Regions from separate parts of the Sus scrofa genome. Here regions 1, 3 and 4 are each linked to region 2. The links are chromatin contacts, called in public HiChIP or PLAC-seq and promoter capture Hi-C maps. All regions are on one chromosome and are shown on one strand. The core of a region is the stretch at or near the end of the contact, and the rest is flanking DNA. Distances in the headings are between cores, read along the strand shown.

Region 1 (3,063 bases), core at 305-2,804, 130 kb before region 2:
ACTTCCTCTCTGGGTCCTCTAGAAAGCCTGCAAAGGGAGCAGCCCCCTTCTGCCCCAACTTACTCCCACCTCTGCCCAACCCAGAACTGTCCTCTCCTCCAGCCCCAGCCTGGGCTCACTGCCTCCCACTAGCTGGCTTTGAGTTGAACTGTATCCCCCTCAAAATATATGTTCAAGTCTTAAAACGTTTAAGACGTTTTCTGGGACCGTGACTCTGTCTGGTTGTGGGGTCGCTGCGGTCCTAAGTAGCTAAGGTGAGGTCACACTGCAGAAGGGTGAGCCTCTAACCCACAGGTCTAGTGTTGTTATGGAAAGTGAAATCTGGACACAACCACCCTGAGAACAGTATCCTGTGAAAACGGAGACGAAGATGGGGTGACGCTTCTACAAGATAAGAAATGCCAAGGGTTGGAGTTTCTGTCACGACCCAGTGGAAAGGAATCCGACTAGGAACCATGAGGTTGTGGGTTCAATTCCTGGCCTCGCTCAGCAGGTTAAGGACCCGGCATTGCGGTGAATTGTGGTGTAGGTCACAGAGGCTTCTCAGATCTGTGGCGTAACCCAGCAGCTGTAGCTCCCATTCGATCCCTAGCCTGGGAACCTCCACATACCTGAGGTGCGGCCCTAAAAAGACAAAAAAAAAAAAAAAAAAAAAAAAACCAAAGCCAAAGACGCCCCAGAAGCTGAGAGAAGAGGCGTGAGACAGAGATGATTCTTCAGAAATACACAACTCTGCGCCCACTCTGATGTCAGACTTCTTGCCTCCCGCCCTCCTCGCTGCAAGCTCTGCCTGGGCCCCACGGGGAGGAGCCAGGGCGAGTGGGGCTGCTCGGGACAATGGACTTTGTCGGTAGAGATGCAAGAGGGGCCGGGGCGGGGCCGGGCAGCTTGGCCGCAGTTCGCACTCACTGATGGAGAAGCCGCTGGGCTCTTCCTGGGTGACTCTGCAGTGTTCCAGCAGCAGGGCTCCGACGGGCTGAGGGCAGATGGACGCGTAAGGGGCGGTGCGGGGAACCCTCCAGCCACCCAAGCCCGTCCCACGCCTCAGACCCCGGCCCCGCCCCCTGGCTCCGGTCCCCCCCCACGCCCTCGCCCCGACCCCCTACCCCCAACCCCGCCCTCCCCAGCGCCTAACCTCTGCCTCGTCCGTCCGGAAGTAGAAGAGGAAGTTGACCACCAGCTTCACCAGTCTCCGCTTCACCACTACGGGAACAAGGAAGGCTCGCGCGAGTTCGGTGGCTGCCCAGCCCCGCCTGCCGCCCGCTTGGGCGCCCCGGGCCGCTCACCGCTTCCTTTTTTCGGGCCCCTCATGCCCAGCTCAGCCGCCATCTCGGCCGGCTGCCGGGAGAGCGCCTGCAGCTCCTTCTCGTTAAAGCGCATGGCGCCGCCGGGACCCGGAACGCGGAACGAAAACCGCGCCTTACCGGCCGCCGTCCCCACTCGCGCCGTTGCCGGCGCCAAAAGAGTCCCACCGCACCGTTCCGGAAGCGCAGCCCGGGCAACTACGCCTGCGCGTTCTGCGGCCGCTCAGCCTGTCAATCACTGGTGCGTGTCAGTACAGTGCTGGGAGCCGCCTGGATAGAACGTGAACCCTCACGGGGCGCACGGGATAGTGAGCAAGGTGGACGGTTGCCATATACAACCATGCAATAAGGTGGCCCGCCACGACCCATGGCGCCCTTAACTGAAGCGACCTGGAGCATGCGAAGTGGAGGTGGGGCGAGACGCAACTCGCTATCCCGCGAGAGGTGGCCCCGCGAATTAGGCCCACCGAGAGAGGGTGGGGGCCGACGCGCACGCGCACTTCGGCTTCCGGCCCACACTCCCGGCTCGCCACTCACCTCCAGCATCCGGAACGTCTGCCCCGCGCCGCTAGGCGGGCTGGGCATGCGCACACGGAAGGCCCCGCCTCGCCTGCCCTCGGAAGTGCTTCCTTAGCCCTTGGCGCGCGTGCGCCTGTCGAAATTGTCGCGGCGGCTGTGGCGGCAGAATAGGCGGTTACGGTGGAGTCTGAATAGACTACGGCAGTGAGGCCGCGCAGGCGAGTCAGGAGCGGCGAGGGGCTAGGGCGGAGACCCCCGGGAGTTCCCTGGAGGGGAGAGGGCGAGGGGCGGTCGGCGGGGGCGCAGGCTGAGAGTGGGTGCCCGCTCCCCGCCCTCTCGGAGCTCGGGCCATAAATGCCGGTCCGGTAGGGCGGCAGCTCCCGAGGCGCTTTCCGTGTGCCCCGGCAGTCGCCCGTTGGTATGCTGGCCATGTGGTCTGGGAGTCACCTGGTTTCTGTAACGGGTGGGGGTGACGGCGAAACTCCTGGCACCGCACCCGAGGCCACCAGGGCCCGTTAGCCAGGCCCGTTTGGCAAGCGGTGCCACAAAGTTAAATGATTTCCCCACCTGTCACACTAGGTGCCCGATCGCTTCTTTTTTCTGTTCTTTTGTCAGCTCAGAACTACCAAGAGCAGCTTTGTAAATAACGTTATTCTTTTTGGCTGCGCCGGGTTTGAGGTTTCATTTCTATCTGCCACCCACCCTCTCCAACCTCGCCCTCCATATTCTGAATGTGGATATCGTGAGTTTTGTCAGATCGTGTTTTATTTTTTAGGGCTGAAAATAGTATTCGCTGTTCAGGCAAGCAATGTATTCAGCTGTATTGTTTTTCTTACGCTGTTTTTCCTATCGTCCTCCAAAGCTAATTAATTTCTTCTTTTCCTGTTAGCCTGATTTTCTTTGCCTGTTTTTTTTGTTTGTTTGTTTTGTTTTGCTTGTTTCTTTCTCAACGTGTCATTACTTCACACACTGATTAGTTGTGTTTTCCCACAGATTTAAACAAATGGATGGCTTTTTCTTTCTTTTTTTCTTTTTTTTTATGGCCGCACCTGCAGCACGTGGAAATTCCTGGGCCGGGGTCGAGTGGCAGCTGCAGCTGCAGCCTGTATGGCAGCTTGATGCAATGCCGGATCCTTAACCCATTGATTGAGGCCAGGGAGTGAACACAACCATCTTCACAGAGACAATGTTGGTCCTTAACACAATGGGAACTCCCACAGATGGATTTCTTTTTTCCTTT
Region 2 (2,793 bases), core at 197-2,696:
TGTGCTGGGCTGCGGGGATCTGAGCTGCTGCAGTCGGATTCATAACCCACTGTGTCACAGTGGGAACTCCTATATATTACTTTTTTTTTTTTTTTTTTTTAGCTATTTCTTGAGCCGCTCCCGCAGCATATGGAGGTTCCCAGGCTAGGGGTCCAATCGGAGCTGTAGCCACCAGCCTACGCCAGAGCCACAGCAACGCAGGATCCGAGCCACGTCTGCGACCTACACCACAGCTCACGGCAACGCTGGATCGTTAACCCACTGAGCAAGGGCAGGGACCGAACCCGCAACCTCATGGTTCCTAGTCGGATTCGTTAACCACTGCGCCACAACGGGAACTCCCCCTATATATTACTTTTAAAGTGAAACAAAGATCTTTGAAAAAAAAATCAGGTTTGAGATGGCTTTGCGCATGGTTATAATGTTGTACGATTTGGCCTTCTGTTCATTTCTCACCCCAAAGGGCAGAGGCAGTGGGCTGGCAAGGTGGGAGTGTCTAAAATCCAGGGGCTAAGGCTGATAGTGGAAGTCTATCGTAGGGGTGGGGCTAATGCCAAGGAGCTAGGAGGGCTGATGACATCCACAGAGCTGAGTTCCCAGGTGAAGGGGTTTGGCTTTCATGGGGAGCACCTGGAGGGCTTTAAGCAGCGGCTCCCAAAGACCTGGTTTAAGTTGGGAGGAGGCTAGATTCTAAAAAGAGTAAGGAAGGTTGGGTTGTTGGGGCTGGTGGTTGTCAGGGAGCAAGCTGGGCAGTTTTAGACGACAGTGGTAGTGGAATGGGGCCTGGACTGCCACAGAATTCTCCGGAACAGTGCAAAATGAAAACATGGGGGCGCCCCCCACCCTGAAAAAAACCCCATGCAGCCCAGTGTTAAAAATTTACTTCCCTGAGGTGAGAGCAGAGCCGGTCCTCGAGGGGACCCAGGAAAAGGGAGACGATTCAAGGTCTGCTTTGGAGGTAAGAACCGGCCAGGATTCGGGCTGAAACTGGACACTGAGGAGGAATGTCTTGCCTGTGGCTTTGCGGGCGGTCCATGGGCCACCGCCCAAATGAAGAAATCCCTTCTCCACGGGAAGGACCAGGCTTTGAGAATCCTGAGGTCTCCCAACCCTTTTATTTTTTTTCTGCCCTGCCCGGCATGCAGATGTTTCCAGGCCAGGGATCGAACCTGTGCCACGGCAATGACCCGAGCCACAGCAATGACAACGCCAAATCCTTAACCTGCTGAGCCACCAGGGAACTCCATCCCAGTCACTTTTTAGACGCTTAATTTTCCCCTTCCTTCCCCTTCGCCCCCTCCCCCCCCCCCTTGCCCCTCCTCTCCGGTCTCTCCCCCTCCCCTCCCTTCCCCCCTTGCCCCCTCCTCCCCCCCCTTGCCCCACCCCCTCCGCTCTACCCCCCCTCCCCCGCCCCCTCCCTCCCCGCCCCGCCCCGCCCGGCGCCGCACCGACAAGATGGCGGCGGGTGGGAGCGGCGGGCGCGCGTCGTGCCCGCCGGGGGTCGGCCCGGGAGCGGGGGGCGGCCCGGGGCCCAGCGCCAACGCCGCCCCGGCTCCCGGCAACGCGGCGGCCGCCGCCGCCGCTCCGGCCCCCGCCGCCCCCGGGCCGCCGCCGCCGGTGTCGGGGCCGGGCGCGCAGGCCGCGGCGGGCGGGGAGCGGGCGGCCGAGGAGCCGGGGGCGGCCGCGCTGCTGCGCGAGCCCGTCTACAACTGGCAGGCCACCAAGCCCACGGTGAAGGAGCGCTTCGCCTTCCTCTTCAACAACGAGGTGCTCTGCGACGTGCACTTCCTGGTGGGCAAGGGGCTCGGCGCGCAGCGCATCCCGGCGCACAGGTGGGCCGCTGTCCCGGGACCGCCGTCCCGAACCCTCCGCCCCCGCCCCTGCCATCCCGAACCCCGCTACCCCTGGGATCCACCAACCCCCTGGACCTACCGTCCCCGAACCCTGCCACCCCTGGGACCTACCCCCGGCCCCCAACCCCGCCATCCCCAGGACCCATCTTCCCTGGATCGGGGACCCGCCATTCGCGGAACCCTGCTGGCTCAGGGACCTGCCCTCCCCGGACATCCAGTGTCTCTAGGACCCTTTCGTCCCCAGTACCCATCATCCTCAGGCCCCATCCTTCCTCGGCCCTACCAGGCGCCCATCCACCCCGTATTTCCAGATACTAGCCATATTCTGGTCCTGAGACCCTCTGCCTTTTCATTCTCATCAGTGACTCCTGGCTCTGCGACCCCTGACCCCACCACCTTGGCCAGGATCTCCCAGACCAAGGGACCTTTTCCACCCCTGGCGTTCCTGGGACCTTTCAACCCCTGCCAGGCTCTCCAGGCCCTGCTGTCCCAGCTTGGCCAGCCTGAGGACCCCAGACACAGCCACCTCCCTCCACATCCTCCATCATGACCTCCTCCCCCTGACTTCCCCATCCTTTTTGGGGCTAGACCCCCAGAGCCTCATCAGACCTCCAGCTCATGAACCCAAGACCCCCAGACTCCTGAGCCACAGAACCTGCAGTGACCCCCCATCTCGGTGCTGCCCTCAGCTCCCTGACCCCTTACCCCCAAGGCCTCTTCTCCAGAGGCGGGAGTTCTGGGTCCAGGCCCCATCCCTCTGCCAGTCTCTAGGATGCGGCCCCCAGGCCCTTAGGTGGGGTGGGGCTGATGTCAGACACTGCCCTGCCCACTGCTGGTTCCTCTGGCCCTGCTCTCTGGGTAGCGGGGAGGCGCTGAGGGGGTTCTGTTAGGGGAGGGGTTAGGGGGATTCTCCTCATTCTGCTTGGAGTGTCCCCCAGCC
Region 3 (3,146 bases), core at 81-2,580, 230 kb before region 2:
CACTGCTGCTGAGGCGTGGGTTCAATCCCTGGCCCAGGAACTTTCATATGGCTCGGAGGCAGACAAAAGAAAAAATTTTTTTAATTGGAATATAGTTGGCTTTACAGTGTTGTTAGTTTCAGGAGTACAGTAAAGCTATTCAGTTATACATATACATATATTCATTCTTTTTCAGATTCTTTTCCCATATAGGTTATTATAGAACCTTGAGTAGAAAAGAAAACACGCTTTTTTTTTTTTTTGGCTTTATCATGATGATTGTTGTGTAGTCATCACTATTTCCAGAATTTTGTCCTATCACAAACAGAATTGCCTTTCCATTAAACAATAACTGTTTGTTGACCCTCCCATTGGCAGCCCTTAACAACCAGGAACCCACCTCTGTCTGTGGATGTGCATCTGTTCTGGACTTTTCCCATCCATGGAGTCCCACACTGTGTGTCCTTCTGTGTCTGCTTCTCTCACTGAGCCTCGTGGTCGCCAGGTCCATCCACGTGGTAGGAGTGTTGGTGCTTCTCCTTTGCAGGATGAGTGATGCTCCCACATGCGGACAGTCACGTGTGTTAATCCCTTCAGAGGATATTTGGGTTGTTTGCACCCTTTGGCTTTTGTGAGTCACGCTGCTTTGTATGTGTGTGTACAAATATCTATTCTTTTTGTTTGTTTGTTTGTTTGTTTGTTTGGTCTTTTTAGGGCTGCACCCGTAGCATATGGAGGTTCCCAGGCTAGGGGTCTAATCGGAGCTGTTACCACCAGCCTACGCCAGAGCCACAGCAACGAGGGATCCGAACCACATCTGCGACCTACACCACAGCTCATGGCCACGCCGGATCCTTAACCCACTGAGCGAGGCCAGGAATCAAACCCAAAACCTCACGGTTTCTAGTCAGATTTGCTTCTGCTGCGCCACGATGGGAACTCTGACAAATATCTATTCTTGTACCCACTTTCATCTCCTTTGGATGCATTCATAGGAGTTCTGTCATGTGGTGATTCCATGTTTAGCTTTTTGAGCAACTGCCAAACCATAATACACCCTTAAGAGAAAAAAAATGCAGGTTACAAAACAAGATGTTCAGACGTTCACTAATGATTCCAGTCCTGTAAAAATAAATATGTAAATACTATTGAAATACAAGGTTACAAAAACATCCAAGCAAAGAACCCTCAAATATTAAACAGCATCTGTTTTTGGATGGGAGCTGGTGGGTGTTTTGAAAACTGTCCTCTTTGAGCTTGTCTACATTTCTAAATGTGCCTGTTTCTCCTGCGTCACAGGGAAGGGCGGGAGAGTTGTTTTTGAGTGCGGCTGGGAGAGAGCAGGAAGCTGCCATTTGTTTGTCAGGCCTCCTGGTGCCTCCAGGGGGGACTTGTGTGTTCAGGGTTTTTACTGGTGATAAGTCACCGAAAAAATCCACTTCCCTCTTCTCCTCTGGGGTCCCAAAGTGGCCTACAATTTCTAGCTGCAAACACGTGGTTGCAGGTCTTAGAATGTCCCTTTGAAGGTTGAGCCCCTTCTGAGCTGTGTCTCTCGGTACCACCACATGGGGCGGGATGAAGATTCAGGGTGTATGTGTTTCCTGCAGCTGCTGTAACAGGTGACTGCAAACTAGGGGGCTTAAATCAACAGGAATTCCTTCTCACACGTTCTGAGGCCAGAGTCTGAATCTTGAAATTGCAGGGTGGGAGTCCCCTGGTAGCTCAGAAGGTTAAGGACCCAGTGTTATCACTGCTGTGGCTCAGGTCACTGCTGTGAGGCTCAATTCCTGGCCCTAGAGCTTCCGCATGTTGCCACTTGGTCAAGGAAGAAAGAAGGAAGGAAGGAAGGAAGGAAGGAAGGAAGGAAGGAAGGAAGGAAGGAAAAGAGAAATTGCCACAGCAGTGACAAGGCTGGATCCTTAAGCTGCTGTACAAGGAAACTCCAATACTGTGACTTTTAGCTCAGCCAGTTCAGGATAGCTTCTTTGTCAGCTGAGGTTTGTACAGGCACCTCCTGTAGAAGGGGGTTAAATTATTTTCGGTCACTTTGTACACCATTTTGGTAATGACCAATGTATATTTTAGTAATTACCAGGTGAAGTGTTATTTTAAGATTCTAAATAAGCTCACAAGGGCTATTCGTTCAACATTACTAAATCAAATCCATCCAGAGTTACCTGGTGGCTCAGCGGGTTAAGGATCCAGCTTTGTCACTGCCATATCATGGGTTCGATCCCCGGCCTGGGAACTTCTGCGTGCTGTGGGCACAGCCAAGAAAAAAATGTAATCGGAGTTGCCATCATGGCTCAATGGTTAAGGAATCCAACTAGGAACCATGAGGTTGCGGGTTCAATCCCTGGCCTTGCTCAGTGGGTTAAGGATCTGGCATTGCCGTGAGCTGTGGTGTAGGTCACAGAAGCAGCTTGGATCCCGAGTTGCTGTGGCTCTGGCATAGGCCGGCAGCTACAGCTCCGATTAGACCCCTAGCCTGAGAACCTCCATATGCCGTGGGAGCAGCCCAAGAAAAGGCAAAAAGACAAAAAAAAAAAAAAATGTAATCCATCGATATGTAACCCTTGTGGGTTGTCTTTATATATTTCAATACTACTAACCATATACTTTTTATGGGTGAATAGTAAAGTATGTAAATTATATCTCATAAAGCTGGTATAAAAAAAAGAAAGCAGGGGGAGTTCCTGTCATGGCTCAGTGGTTAACGAGCCCAACTAGTATTCATGAGGGCACAGGTTCAATCCCTGGCTTTGCTCAGCGGATTAAGGACTCCAGCATTGTGAGGCTTGGATCCAGTGTTGCTGTGGTGTAGGCAAGCGGACACAGCTTGGATTCAACCCCTACCCTGGGAACCTCCATATGCCATGGGTATGGCCCTAAAAAAAAAGACCAAAAAAAAAAAAAAAAAGAAAGAAAGGAGGATCTCAATCAAATATTTGCACACCCATGTCCGCAGCAGCATATTCACAATGAACAAAGGTAGAAGCAGCCCAAGTGTCCATTGAGGGATGATGCATAAATGCAATGTGTTCCATCCCTATAATGAGGAGAGAGAGCCCTAAGGAGGAGAGAGACTCTGACACCTGTTCCAACATAGATGAACCTTGGGGACATGATGCTCAGTGAGAGAAGCCAGACACAGAAGGATGTGACTG
Region 4 (3,054 bases), core at 471-2,970, 160 kb after region 2:
GAAGGCGTCTGTGATCACTTTCTGTGAGTCAGGCCCTGCCCTCCTCTGCACTCAGCGCTCCAGGCTGCCACCTCCCTCCAGGGTGAATCGCCCAAGTCCTCCCTGAGGCCAACCAGGCCCTGCATGACCTGCCCCTGCCCCCTCTCTGCCGCTGTTACCTTCTCCCTCTCTCCCCTTTACTCACTCAGGTGCAGCCACACAGGCCTCCTTGCAGTTCCTCCAACAAGCCTGGTGCCGCCTTTGCCCTGGGGCCTTTGCACATATTGTGCCCTCTGCCTGGAATGCCTTTACCCTAGATGCCTGCTTGGCTTTCTCCTTGAACTGCTCAAATTCCACTTCCCCATCAGACTCCATGGACCACCCCTTTCCCCAGCTCCCTACTCTCCCTATCACCCATCCTCCAGAAGAGCACTCTCGGCCTTGTACTTAAGTATCTCCTTTACTGATCTCCTGCTGTCTCTCTTCTAGAACGCTACTACTGCCAGGGTGGGGATCTATGCTTTGTTCACTGATGTCTCTAGCACTGGGTCTGGCACTCACATAGTAGGTCCTTGGTAAATATTTGTTGAGTAAATAACCAAGGTCAGTCAGTGAGTACAGAGGAAGCATCTAGTAAGTGCAAGCTCAGGGGTGACCTGACTTCACCTCACTAGCATTGTCAGGGCCAGGCTGAGGGGTCCTCCCTCCTCTTGGCGGTGGAAGAGGCGCTGGCATCGAGAGACCCCTGGGGTGAGGGGTCTCAGGCCCAAATGCCACCGGGGCCAGGTGGCTGAGGTAAGGATAGATGGGCTGGGAGAGGGAGGAGATGACCTGCACAGACTGCACCCCCACCCTGTGCTCACACGGGGATCCTTGGCAATTGCCAGCTGGCGGGCAGGCTGGGAATTGTAGTTTTATGAAGCATCTCCCCCAATTTAAATAAAGGGCAACAAACAAATTTACATCATTTGAAAAACTAGTACTGAAACAAAACTGGTACTCAGATACATATACACACATGTTCACAGAGGCTCAATTCACAACAAACAGGCGGAAACCACCTGAATATCTATTATCTGATGAACAGATAAAATACGGTTTAGGGTCAATATTTGGTGGACAAATGAGTAAATCGGAATAGGGTTCCGCTGGTGGACCTGGGGATGAGATTTCAGACAAGAGTCCAGTGGGAGTCCACCCGGAGCCCAAGTCGAGGGACCTCCGCAAGCCTCTGCTTCAACGAGTGCAAAACGTGAGCACTAATTCGAAGTCAACCCGGGCGGAGTTGAGTTTCAGAGCCTGAGCTGGGTAACTCCGGTGCAGATCTCCAGGTGCAGGTGAGACACGCCCGCAGGACTCGTGTTGACCAGCAGAGGGCGCCTCAGGGAGACGTGCTAATAAAACTAATTAAATGCACCTAAGCCACAGCTGGACTATGAGGGGGGCCTTTTTTTTTTTTTTTGATCAGGCGTGCCGTGGACAGCTCCAGGCGCCGCAGGGGTCTGGGGCTCAAGATGGCGCTGTTGCCGCCACCGAGGGCCAGGCGGCGGCGCCGGCGAGGCTCCCGGAGACAGTAGGCAGGGCGTCTCGCCCCCACCACCCCTACCCCCGCGACTGCCTGTCCTGGGCCATGGGTCCATGACCCTCCTTGGGGCCGCGGGAGCAGGTGTTTCTGATCAGGCGCACTTCGGGCAGCTGCTCCCGAGGTCCCTTGCGGCGGCGTCCCGGGGGCCTCCGGGGACCTCGGAGCAAGATGGCGGCGGCAGCGGGGTCCGTGAGGCGCGGGCGGCGGCGACCGCGGCGCCAGTGAGGGGCCCGTGGGCCCGGGCGGCTCCGGGCCGCGGCCCCGCCGCGGGACGGACCATGCTACGTTCCACCGGCTTTTTCCGGGCCATCGACTGCCCGTATTGGGCTGGGGCGCCCGGGGGGCCCTGCCGGCGGCCCTACTGCCACTTCCGGCACCGCGGGGCCCGGAGCCCGGGCGCACCCGGGGGAGGCGGAGCGGCGTCCCCCGCAGCAGGTAATGCCCGCCCCGGGCTCAGCACTCCGGCGCCCGGGCTTCCTTGGCCCCCAGTTCCCCGCCCAACCTTCTTCTCTCTCGCTCGCGGGCGACGTGTCCCCAAGTCCGGGCCACCTACCCGGGGCCCACGTTGAGCGACCTCTGCAAACCTCTGCTTCAACGAGTGCAAAACGTAAACAACGAAGGGACCCGTTCTCCTAGAGGCGTCGCAAGGGTGGAGCGCGCCGGGCTCGGGAAAGGAGCGCGGCCGACACTGGTTGGCAGGCCCGAGCTCATGCCGGGGGAACCGTTCCCGCCGCCTCCCCGGCCCCGAGTGCTCGTGGCAGCCCTTGTTTACTTCTGCGCTTCTTCGGCCGCCGCGCCGCTGATTGTGGCCTCTCTTGTTTACAGTAGCAGTCTAGAGGATCTTGCTTAGGAACCTGGGCTGTGTGTTGAGCCGTGTGCCAACATATCCACTTGCTTGTGTGTGTGTTGGGGTGGGGGTCAGGCTTCCAAGTGAACGTTTCTAGATTGAGCATTACAGTACCGTGGTGATTATCAATGTCGCGGCAGAGTTCGGTGAGAGCTGCCCGGGGTCACGCTGCTTGTGGGGAGTGTGGGACTTGAGCTGTTAAGAATGGGGGCAAAAAGAGGGGCACCGCGAGGAAAGGCTTGCAGGGATGTCCTTACTCCGGAGGGGAACTCGGGCTCTCACTGGGGCTCCTGTCCTTCAGGACTGGGCTCCCCTTTTCTTTCAGGCTCATATTCTTCATTCGGCATCCTCTCTCTTTCCCCATGAAAGAATCCCCATCTCAGAGCCTTTTAACTTTCAAAGAGGAGCGCCCTTGCTAAGATTAAATAATGGGCTTGTTCTCCCATTTTGCCAGAAAAAAAAAAGGAGGGGGTAGCATTTTCTCAAATTTCCATTGTAAGTTTGTCCTGACTTTTTGCACCTGCCACCCACTGTTCACAGCCAGCCAGATGCAAGCATTGGTTGCCTGGCTCCACATTTGTGCCAGGCCTGGGGCTGTGTGCATTGTGGGCCCTGCTCTCAGGAACTTACCCCTGAGGAGGGA

Evidence for each region. Promoter capture Hi-C pulls out the DNA fragments that hold promoters and counts their contacts. HiChIP or PLAC-seq counts read pairs in DNA pulled down with a chosen protein or histone mark.
Region 1: a promoter capture Hi-C map of fetal liver shows a contact between it and region 2, with 2.3 times the contacts expected there. The contact joins the promoter of SF3A2 here to the promoter of BTBD2 in region 2. A contact is called at or near these places in 1 of 5 promoter capture datasets (fetal liver), 2 of 47 Hi-C or Micro-C datasets (fetal skeletal muscle and skeletal muscle) and 1 of 2 datasets of contacts at active chromatin or transcription factors (alveolar macrophages).
Region 3: a contact with region 2 is called in a promoter capture Hi-C map of liver, with 4 times the contacts expected there. The contact joins the enhancer-like site here to the promoter of BTBD2 in region 2. A contact is called at or near these places in 2 of 5 promoter capture datasets (both in liver), 7 of 47 Hi-C or Micro-C datasets (alveolar macrophages, embryonic fibroblasts, heart right ventricle and 4 more) and 1 of 2 datasets of contacts at active chromatin or transcription factors (alveolar macrophages).
Region 4: an H3K27ac HiChIP or PLAC-seq map of skeletal muscle shows a contact between it and region 2, with 2.8 times the contacts expected there. The contact joins the promoter of REXO1 here to the promoter of BTBD2 in region 2. A contact is called at or near these places in 2 of 2 datasets of contacts at active chromatin or transcription factors (alveolar macrophages and skeletal muscle).

The regions. Positions count from the first base shown.
Region 1 is chr2:76,403,328-76,406,390 of Sscrofa11.1, forward strand. It overlaps SF3A2 (splicing factor 3A subunit 2), which reads left to right and starts at 1,555. Exons shown (of 9, transcript XM_021084193.1): 1 at 1,555-2,041. PLEKHJ1 (pleckstrin homology domain-containing family J member 1) reads right to left here and starts at 1,843. Exons shown (of 6, transcript XM_003123020.6): 1 at 1,287-1,843; 2 at 1,136-1,203; 3 at 910-976; 4 at 1-27. The coding sequence starts at 1,380.
Region 2 is chr2:76,537,092-76,539,884 of Sscrofa11.1, forward strand. BTBD2 (BTB/POZ domain-containing protein 2) reads left to right here and starts at 1,447. Exons shown (of 9, transcript XM_021084208.1): 1 at 1,447-1,832. The coding sequence starts at 1,456.
Region 3 is chr2:76,308,556-76,311,701 of Sscrofa11.1, forward strand. No RefSeq gene overlaps it. Among named protein-coding and RNA genes, the nearest start is that of OAZ1, 14 kb to the left of the region's middle. Within about 2 kb of position 1,331, at least 15 of the 83 cell types and tissues checked have an H3K27ac peak or open chromatin away from gene starts, as enhancers often do. A contact at or near this core is called in alveolar macrophages, liver, retroperitoneal adipose tissue and 1 more, where this site is marked.
Region 4 is chr2:76,692,549-76,695,602 of Sscrofa11.1, forward strand. REXO1 (RNA exonuclease 1 homolog) reads left to right here and starts at 1,721. Exons shown (of 16, transcript XM_003123002.4): 1 at 1,721-1,999. The coding sequence starts at 1,843.